2 separate regions of the Gossypium hirsutum genome follow, and region 2 is linked to region 1. Evidence: chromatin contacts called from public Hi-C data. All regions are on one chromosome and are shown on one strand. The core of a region is the stretch at or near the end of the contact, and the rest is flanking DNA. Distances in the headings are between cores, read along the strand shown. Region 1 has its middle 41 kb from the start of LOC107947737. Region 2 overlaps LOC107936639 (a long non-coding RNA gene).

What was found. Hi-C and Micro-C count contacts between places; a contact is called where the count stands out from the background.
Region 2: a contact with region 1 is called in a Hi-C map of leaf, with 1.8 times the contacts expected there. The contact joins two enhancer-like sites. A contact is called at or near these places in 2 of 34 Hi-C or Micro-C datasets (both in leaf).

What each region holds. Positions count from the first base shown.
Region 1 is chrA04:58,590,235-58,593,799 of Gossypium_hirsutum_v2.1, reverse strand. It overlaps the pseudogene LOC107948124. Among protein-coding and RNA genes, the nearest start is that of LOC107947737, 41 kb to the left of the region's middle. Within about 2 kb of position 1,774, at least 6 of the 9 cell types and tissues checked have an H3K27ac peak or open chromatin away from gene starts, as enhancers often do. A contact at or near this core is called in leaf, where this site is marked.
Region 2 is chrA04:59,381,486-59,385,260 of Gossypium_hirsutum_v2.1, reverse strand. LOC107936639 (a long non-coding RNA gene) reads right to left here. Exons shown (of 5, transcript XR_005925633.1): 4 at 1,556-3,643; 5 at 287-639. Among protein-coding and RNA genes, the nearest start is that of LOC107936639, 5.9 kb to the right of the region's middle. Within about 2 kb of position 1,935, at least 7 of the 9 cell types and tissues checked have an H3K27ac peak or open chromatin away from gene starts, as enhancers often do. A contact at or near this core is called in leaf, where this site is marked.

The DNA of each region.
Region 1 (3,565 bases), core at 525-3,024:
GATTATTGCCGTGGAACATGAATAGCATAGTGTTAATAGCATGTGGTAAAGTTAACTAATTGTGTGTTTGATTCTTGATATGTATTGAATGATTGGTAAATGTTAAACACATTAGAATTAGTCATTTATATGCATTGTTGGATAGGTTGGTTGATAATGTTTTAGTATGCTTAGGCACATAGATTGATGACAGAAAATGGTTGGCACTTTGGAACATGATTTGGTTAGATATTCAGTACATATATGAAACATATATGTTAATGCTTATGTTAAATGTATCTTGAATCATAAATATACCACTGAGCCGATTGCTCAACAAACAATTTGTTTGTTTCGTGTGTAGGTACAGATATTCTCAAAGCCCCAGGGAAGTGCAGTCGACATCTAGAGGGTAGCATCGACAACCTAAGTTTGTATAGTCCTTTCCATTTTATCAATATCAATGGGATGTACCTAGGGATCTTTTACTCAATGTTAAAAATGGTCAAAAATGGTGTATATATAAGATGTGAATATGTGAGTTTGTTTATAATCATGTACGTAATTTATATTGATGCTTGGGTAACTATGTTTTAGGTAAGTTTGAATGTTGAAATAGTTGAATTGGAGCCTTAAGGCCAATGGTCGTTATGTATGTTGAGTTGTTATCATTGGAAAATAGGGGATTAGTATTCTACTATGGATGTCACGAATTCACACATTAAATGTCTCAACGTTAGGCTATCTTGTTGCGACGTCTCCTGCTTAAGGTCGCGACATCGGTCCTGTTTTATTTTAAAACCTTTGCAATTTGATCCTCAAGTTAGGAAGCTTGGTTACTGTCTTCAATTTCACAACACAAAGTCCTAAAAGTCTCAACACGCACCTAGCATACTTTGAAAACTTTTCATTTTAGTCCTAGTTTGATCTTGGGATGGTATTGAGTTTTCATAAGCTCGTATATGACACGAAAATGAATATATATCATGTTTTACGCTCTTAATACTTATAAATTAATGAATAATGATGAAATTTATTTGTAATTGATCGGAATTGCTCCAGAAACGAATGTAACATATTATAGCTTATACTCGACGATCGATTCGAGTATAGGGTGCTACATGAAGTTTCATTTATGTTTAGAACGTATATGTTTTTCCATGCGGATATTTTACTTTGATGGAAAATTTGAATTTTGTTAACATCACAAATTGCAAATAATTCAATACTTTTTTCACCCTACATATTGTGAAATATATTTAATAAATACTAGAAATCTTATCACATGCATATGTATACGAAAATCACGTATTTGGAATACAAATGTGTGTTTAAAAATAACATACAATAAATAATAATATGTACAGTTTGGAACTAATTAATAGTAATACATGAAATATGTACGTAATTAAAATGAAAAAAATTAAACTAAATTGTGAGTAAAACGAAACATAATCACAAATATATAAAAATACATATAAAAATATATTTATTAAAATTTCATATAAGAATAAAGATATTGCTTTAGTTTAGATGGTAAATGAAAAGAACACACCGTGTACTTGGTTCGAATCTCATTATAAATAAATTTTTATTGGTTAATAAATAAAATAATGTTTAATAAATTTCTAACTGAGTATTAATATGTCATACAAACTCAATAATTAGTAAATATTGATATTATTGTGAGATCTATTTACAAATAATTGTTGGGTTGATTTGGAATTATCATTCACAGGGCCCAAAGAAGGCCATAAAATAAAGTCCTTACCTTTAAAAAAAAAAAATCCGTTTCAAATTTTAAACCCTCCAACTCACCTTCTGGACTAACCTATATATTAACAATCAATCTCCATATTTACAATTAAACCCTTTAACCTTCTTTCTTTCTTAATCTCACCCGGCCTCTCTCCCTCTACTTTCAAATTCTTCTTTCTAAAAATAATTTCTCTGCATTTTCTTTTTGATCGGAATTCTCTGCTCCTTTATCTTTAGAAGATAGAATTATAATTGGAAATGAAATTAGAATTAGAAGTCTTCTTCCTTTTTTTTTTCTTTTTTGTTGTATATGATAATCCATAGGGTTTTATTTTGTTCCCTTATTGTATAAGGTTTTGGAGGTTTTTTAGAGATTCGATTTAGGCTATTGTAATATTGTAATTTTCCCCCTTTTTGGTAATTTGATTTGCTACTTTGACTGTACATGAAAATAAGAGTGATTATCGATTTAGGAATTTAGGGTTTTCTATTTGCTTATATGGAGAATCCGCGTAGATCATTTGATAGATCAAGAGAACCTGGTTTGAAAAAACCACGTTTAACTGAAGACCTCACTTCAAACCCTAATATCCGGCTTTTTTCTCAACGAGCGAACCCAGTTGGTCCCGCCTCTGGTTTGAGATTCCGGTCCAATGACTCCGGCACCAATGATTTGACCCTTGCCGACGGTGGAGCTTACGAACCACAGCCAGTGTCACATCAGCAGCAACACCACCAGCAGCAAGAGTTAGTTAGCCAGTATAAGACGGCGTTAGCTGAGCTTACTTTTAACTCGAAACCAATTATTACTAACTTGACAATAATCGCTGGCGAGAATGTTCATGCCGCCAAGGCCATTGCTGCTACTGTCTGCGCTAATATTCTTGAGGTGAACTCAGTTTTAGCTGTGCCTTATGCGTTAAAGCTTTTCCTTTCTTCTTGAAATTGAATTGTACAGGAAAATAAATTGCAAGTTCGATACTGTGGGAAAAAAAAGGAAAGATAATTTGGATTGTAAGTGTAAATTGGGATTAATGGATTTTTTTTTTTAGTTTTGCTGTCATCAATGTGTGTCTCGATATAGGTTTGTTAAAATGTTTCGCAGAGTTCTTTTGAGTTCAATTTTTATACTATCTTAACAGGTGATATGAGTACAATATTGTTGGTCAAGTGTTTTTTTTTTTCCTTTTATTAACAAATGCAGGAATGGTATGTTGTGATGTGACTTCGTAGTCTATGCAATTCCGGTCTAAGGCCATTTTGCCTGCAAATATCTTCCTTTATTGGATATCTGTTCTATTTTTTCGTAGAACTGATATGTTTCTAATCGCCCTGGAATTTGTAAACAGCTGGCCAATGAATTATAGAGATTGTAAACTTTACAGGCATATGTCAGAAATGGAATATGAATAGTCCATATGTTATGAAACGTATATCTAATGAATTGTATTGGTTTGGAATCTCTTTAAGCTATTATTCCCTTTAGCTGGGTTTTCTCACATCAATTTCCTTATATGGTCACATATTTGTTCATCTCCATTTCATTTGTCCTTCTGAAGCGAGTATAGTGCTTTCCTACTTGCCTGTCATCATCTTTTGCTAGCAATCTTTTGTTATTCTACTCAAATCACTTTTGGTTGGCGATACATGTTTCTAATCGCCCTGGAATTTTTAAACAGCTGGCCAATGAATTATAGAGATTGTAAACTTTACAGGCATATGTCGAAATGGAATATGAACAGTCCATATGTTATGAAACGTATATCTAATGAATTGTATTGGTTTGGAATCTCTTTAAGCTATTATTCCCTTTAGCTGGGTTTTCTCA
Region 2 (3,775 bases), core at 686-3,185, 790 kb before region 1:
ACAGCAATATTAAAAAGTACCCAATAACCCTTTCTTTCTTTTTTCTTTTTTTGCTTTTGTACCAACACTACCAAAAATTTGCTTACACAAGAATGAAGAAATGGAGCTATACAAACAATCTAGAGGCTTGCAACATGCCCAAAATGTCAACATCAATGGGTGAAGAAACAGTTATTCTAGGCATGAATTTTATTCCAAATAATTTGATTTATTCTCGAGATGGTAAAGAGTAGAAATTTCTGAAATTTTGTGTTAAACATGAGAATCAAATTGAGTTGAACAAGTGTAGGGAAAACAAATTGAATACTAAAATAGGGTCCCATGAGAAAACAAAATGACTAATACATTTCCGTTCGACATGATAAATGAATCTTACCTTGAAAACACAACACAATGGGAAAAAAATTAAATTCTAAAGAGAGTTCAAGTCCTAAACCAAGTGATCAAATCTGATGAAAAAAAAAATAAGAAACTCATTAATCAGATCCAAGAACATTTCTATAAGGTTGACAAATGATCCAAAAAGCAGAAAGAGCGAATCAAATAAAGTCAATTTTAAGTACAAGAGTCAATGCACCATTCTACTTAGCTCCTTAAATGTCCTGATTTCTGTTTTGGCCCATAACACTGCCTTCGATCCTACATACAAATTGAAGGTACCTTCTTAAGAGATGAAGGCTTCACTGCAAACTTGTAATCAATTGAAGGCATTTTTTTTAATCAATTTCCAATCAAAGATCTATCAGTTGAGTTGAGCGATATATATGCTGGACTTGTCATTGTAGCTATAAAAGGATTGAAATGGCAGTAATGGTTGAAGCATAGAAAGCCTGTTATGTAGCACTGATTGTGAGTAGGGACTAGTTTTCATTTCTATACTTTTTTTTGTTGTTTTACTGATGAATTAGATGGTTTATAATTGAACATTAATCGGCCAACTTGTAAATCCTTGAATTTTATTCGAATTCAATTAATTAATTCATACCTTGATATGCATAATTATTTATCTCACAATACACAATCCTCATCTTCAAGGATCTTCATCATCGTTCGTTGTAGTTCATTATTTAACTCTGTTTCTTCCCTTGTTTCAAAAATGACAGGATCTTTAGGAACATAAAGGACCAATATTTGACACCCAATCAAGAGAAACAAAGATGAAACATGTTACATTAGAAGATAATAGAAATGAAATATTGAAAACGGAGTTGTATGCAATTCTTTTAGCCATTATCTAATATAGGTACATTGAAATAGTAAAAATCCAGAAAAGAACCCACAAGCGCAATTATACAATAATTCCATTGAAATCAACTTTAAAAGCAGTACATCCATATACACAATAAAAAAAAGTAACAATGAATAACATAAAATAGCAATTTCAACAGAAACTACTGAAAAATAAAAGATTCATATTAATGCAAAAGGTTTACAATTTGATAAAAGAGTATCAAATAAACTAAGAATTGGGAGATTAGATCTATAAACCAAAACCCATTATAAGAACATGTACAGATCTAGGGGATTTGAAATTTGGATCCAAATTAAAACTTACCGGATCTTGGATCCTGCGAGACGACTCAAAAAATGCTTCACCTTTTTTTTTTTCAGTGGATTAAGCTATCAAGAATTTCCAATTTGAAGAGAAAAAGAGTTTTGGTGTGTGATGCAGATAGGGTTAGAAGGAAATGTGATTAAAAAAATGTTTAAATTAAGTGTAGAAGAGATTAAGCTGGGGAAGAAACACGGAAAAAAAATCAAGGATTTAAGAAGTGGGAAAGAAAGGAGAATAGTGAGGGTAAAATGAAAACCTTGGCTAATTTGTTATACAACCCATGTCCTGAATACTGAATGGTGTGATGCATTTTCAGTTGAATAAACCCATAATGGAATTTGGCTGAAATAGCTTATTACAACCAACCAAACAATGGTTTGGTGATGGGCCCACTGAATTATGTTGTAATGCATTGCTATTTCAGCCAACTAAAGAGGCTGGAGTAATAAATGATACGATCCCTCTTAGAGATTTGAACTCCGAGATTCAACCCACTTTCGTTGAGCTTGAGCTAATCCTCATGGGTTTCATTTTCTATTTTCTATTTTTTATGAATTATGAATTTATTTTATTTTAACTTTTATAATGAATAAAAGCATAATATTGAAATCATCAATCAAGTGGAACTGTAACAAAATTTAATATTTGTATTGTTTTTTTAACAAAAATAGATATTTGTATTCATATCTATATTTATATAAACCTTAATTGAATTGGTGTTGCTCGAATTTCGTACACACAATTATACATATTATAACAAATAGTAATGGGATCATTCTCTAAATACTTATCATCAACGACTATTACTCTTAATCCTATCTAAATAACGCAGAGTTTTTGGATTTGTCACGCATCAGCTAAAACATGATAGGATGCATACTTGCTACACACAAGACTGATCAAGAGAGCATTAAACTTCTACCTTACAAAATCACTTCCTCAAGTACTAACAACCCATAAAAAAAGCATGAGCTTCCACTTGGAAGATGGTAGTAATCCTCAACCCTTTAGAAAAACTACTAATCCAGTAAGCATTCGAATCCCTCAAGATACCGCCAATCACAAAAGAGCCTATATCAATATCCATTAATACATTTGTATTAAGTTTGATCCAACCTTCCTATGAAGATTACCAAGAAGCATGAGTATATCCTCAAACCATAATACTCTAATTACTTTTTGTGAACATAATGTTTGCGAGCCCAAGCCATTCGCGCCACTAGAGTATGCCTTTGGTTACTATGAGCTTCATTGGAAACATAATCATTCCAATTTTTCCAAACCATCCAAAAGACAATAAGAAACAAAGTAAACCATTTGACCCTCGCAACCTCAATACCTCCAACTTTTTTGAGGTTCCATATTACCCACTGATTTCAAGGAAAACTGAAAAAGTCCTCAAAGTCGTCAATGGTATGATTAGTTTCTAAAAGGCATTTTGCACAATTGGAGTCACGCAAAACATGGGTATATTAGAAATTAACAAGAGTACATATCAAAAAATCAATCATAATTGCTTGTATATCTCAAGTCATCAGTAGCTTTATATACAACAGATAGTAGCTTAGTAACTAACGTAACAAATTAAAAGAAACTCAGAAACTGCTAATTGTGTTGAACTACCTAACTAAAAATTGTTAGTTGATATCCTCCCTACTTTCTTTTGAAAAATCAGTAAGAGCTACATCAGTAAGTTGATCTCAAAAGCGTTGAAAACTCTTAACGGTTAATGGTTTAGTAAGAATGTCTGCAGAACTTTGTCACAAACAAAGTGCAAGTCTATTTCAATATGTTTGGCTCAAACATGAAGAACATGGTTTGCTGTGAGAGATCCAACACTCACATTATCACATCAAATTGTTGGCACTCCAGTAAAGACAACCCTAATCTCTGCAAGCAAAGACTGAAACCACGCAAGCTCAGAAGTAGCATCTTCTAGACTTTGATATTCTACCTCAGTTGTGGAATGAGATATTACATTATGCTTTTTGGATGACCAACCAATAAGATTAGCTCCAAGATACACACAATATCTAGACATGGATTTTCTATCCTCTAATGAGTTGGCCCAATCTGTATCTGAGAACCCTGTCAAAGTAACTGTAGATGGTTAAAAATTCAACCCAAAATCAAGAGTTCCTCTAACATATTACAGAATTCATTTCACTACACACTAGTGAACATCATAAGGAGAGTGCATATACTAGCTGACCTTGTTAA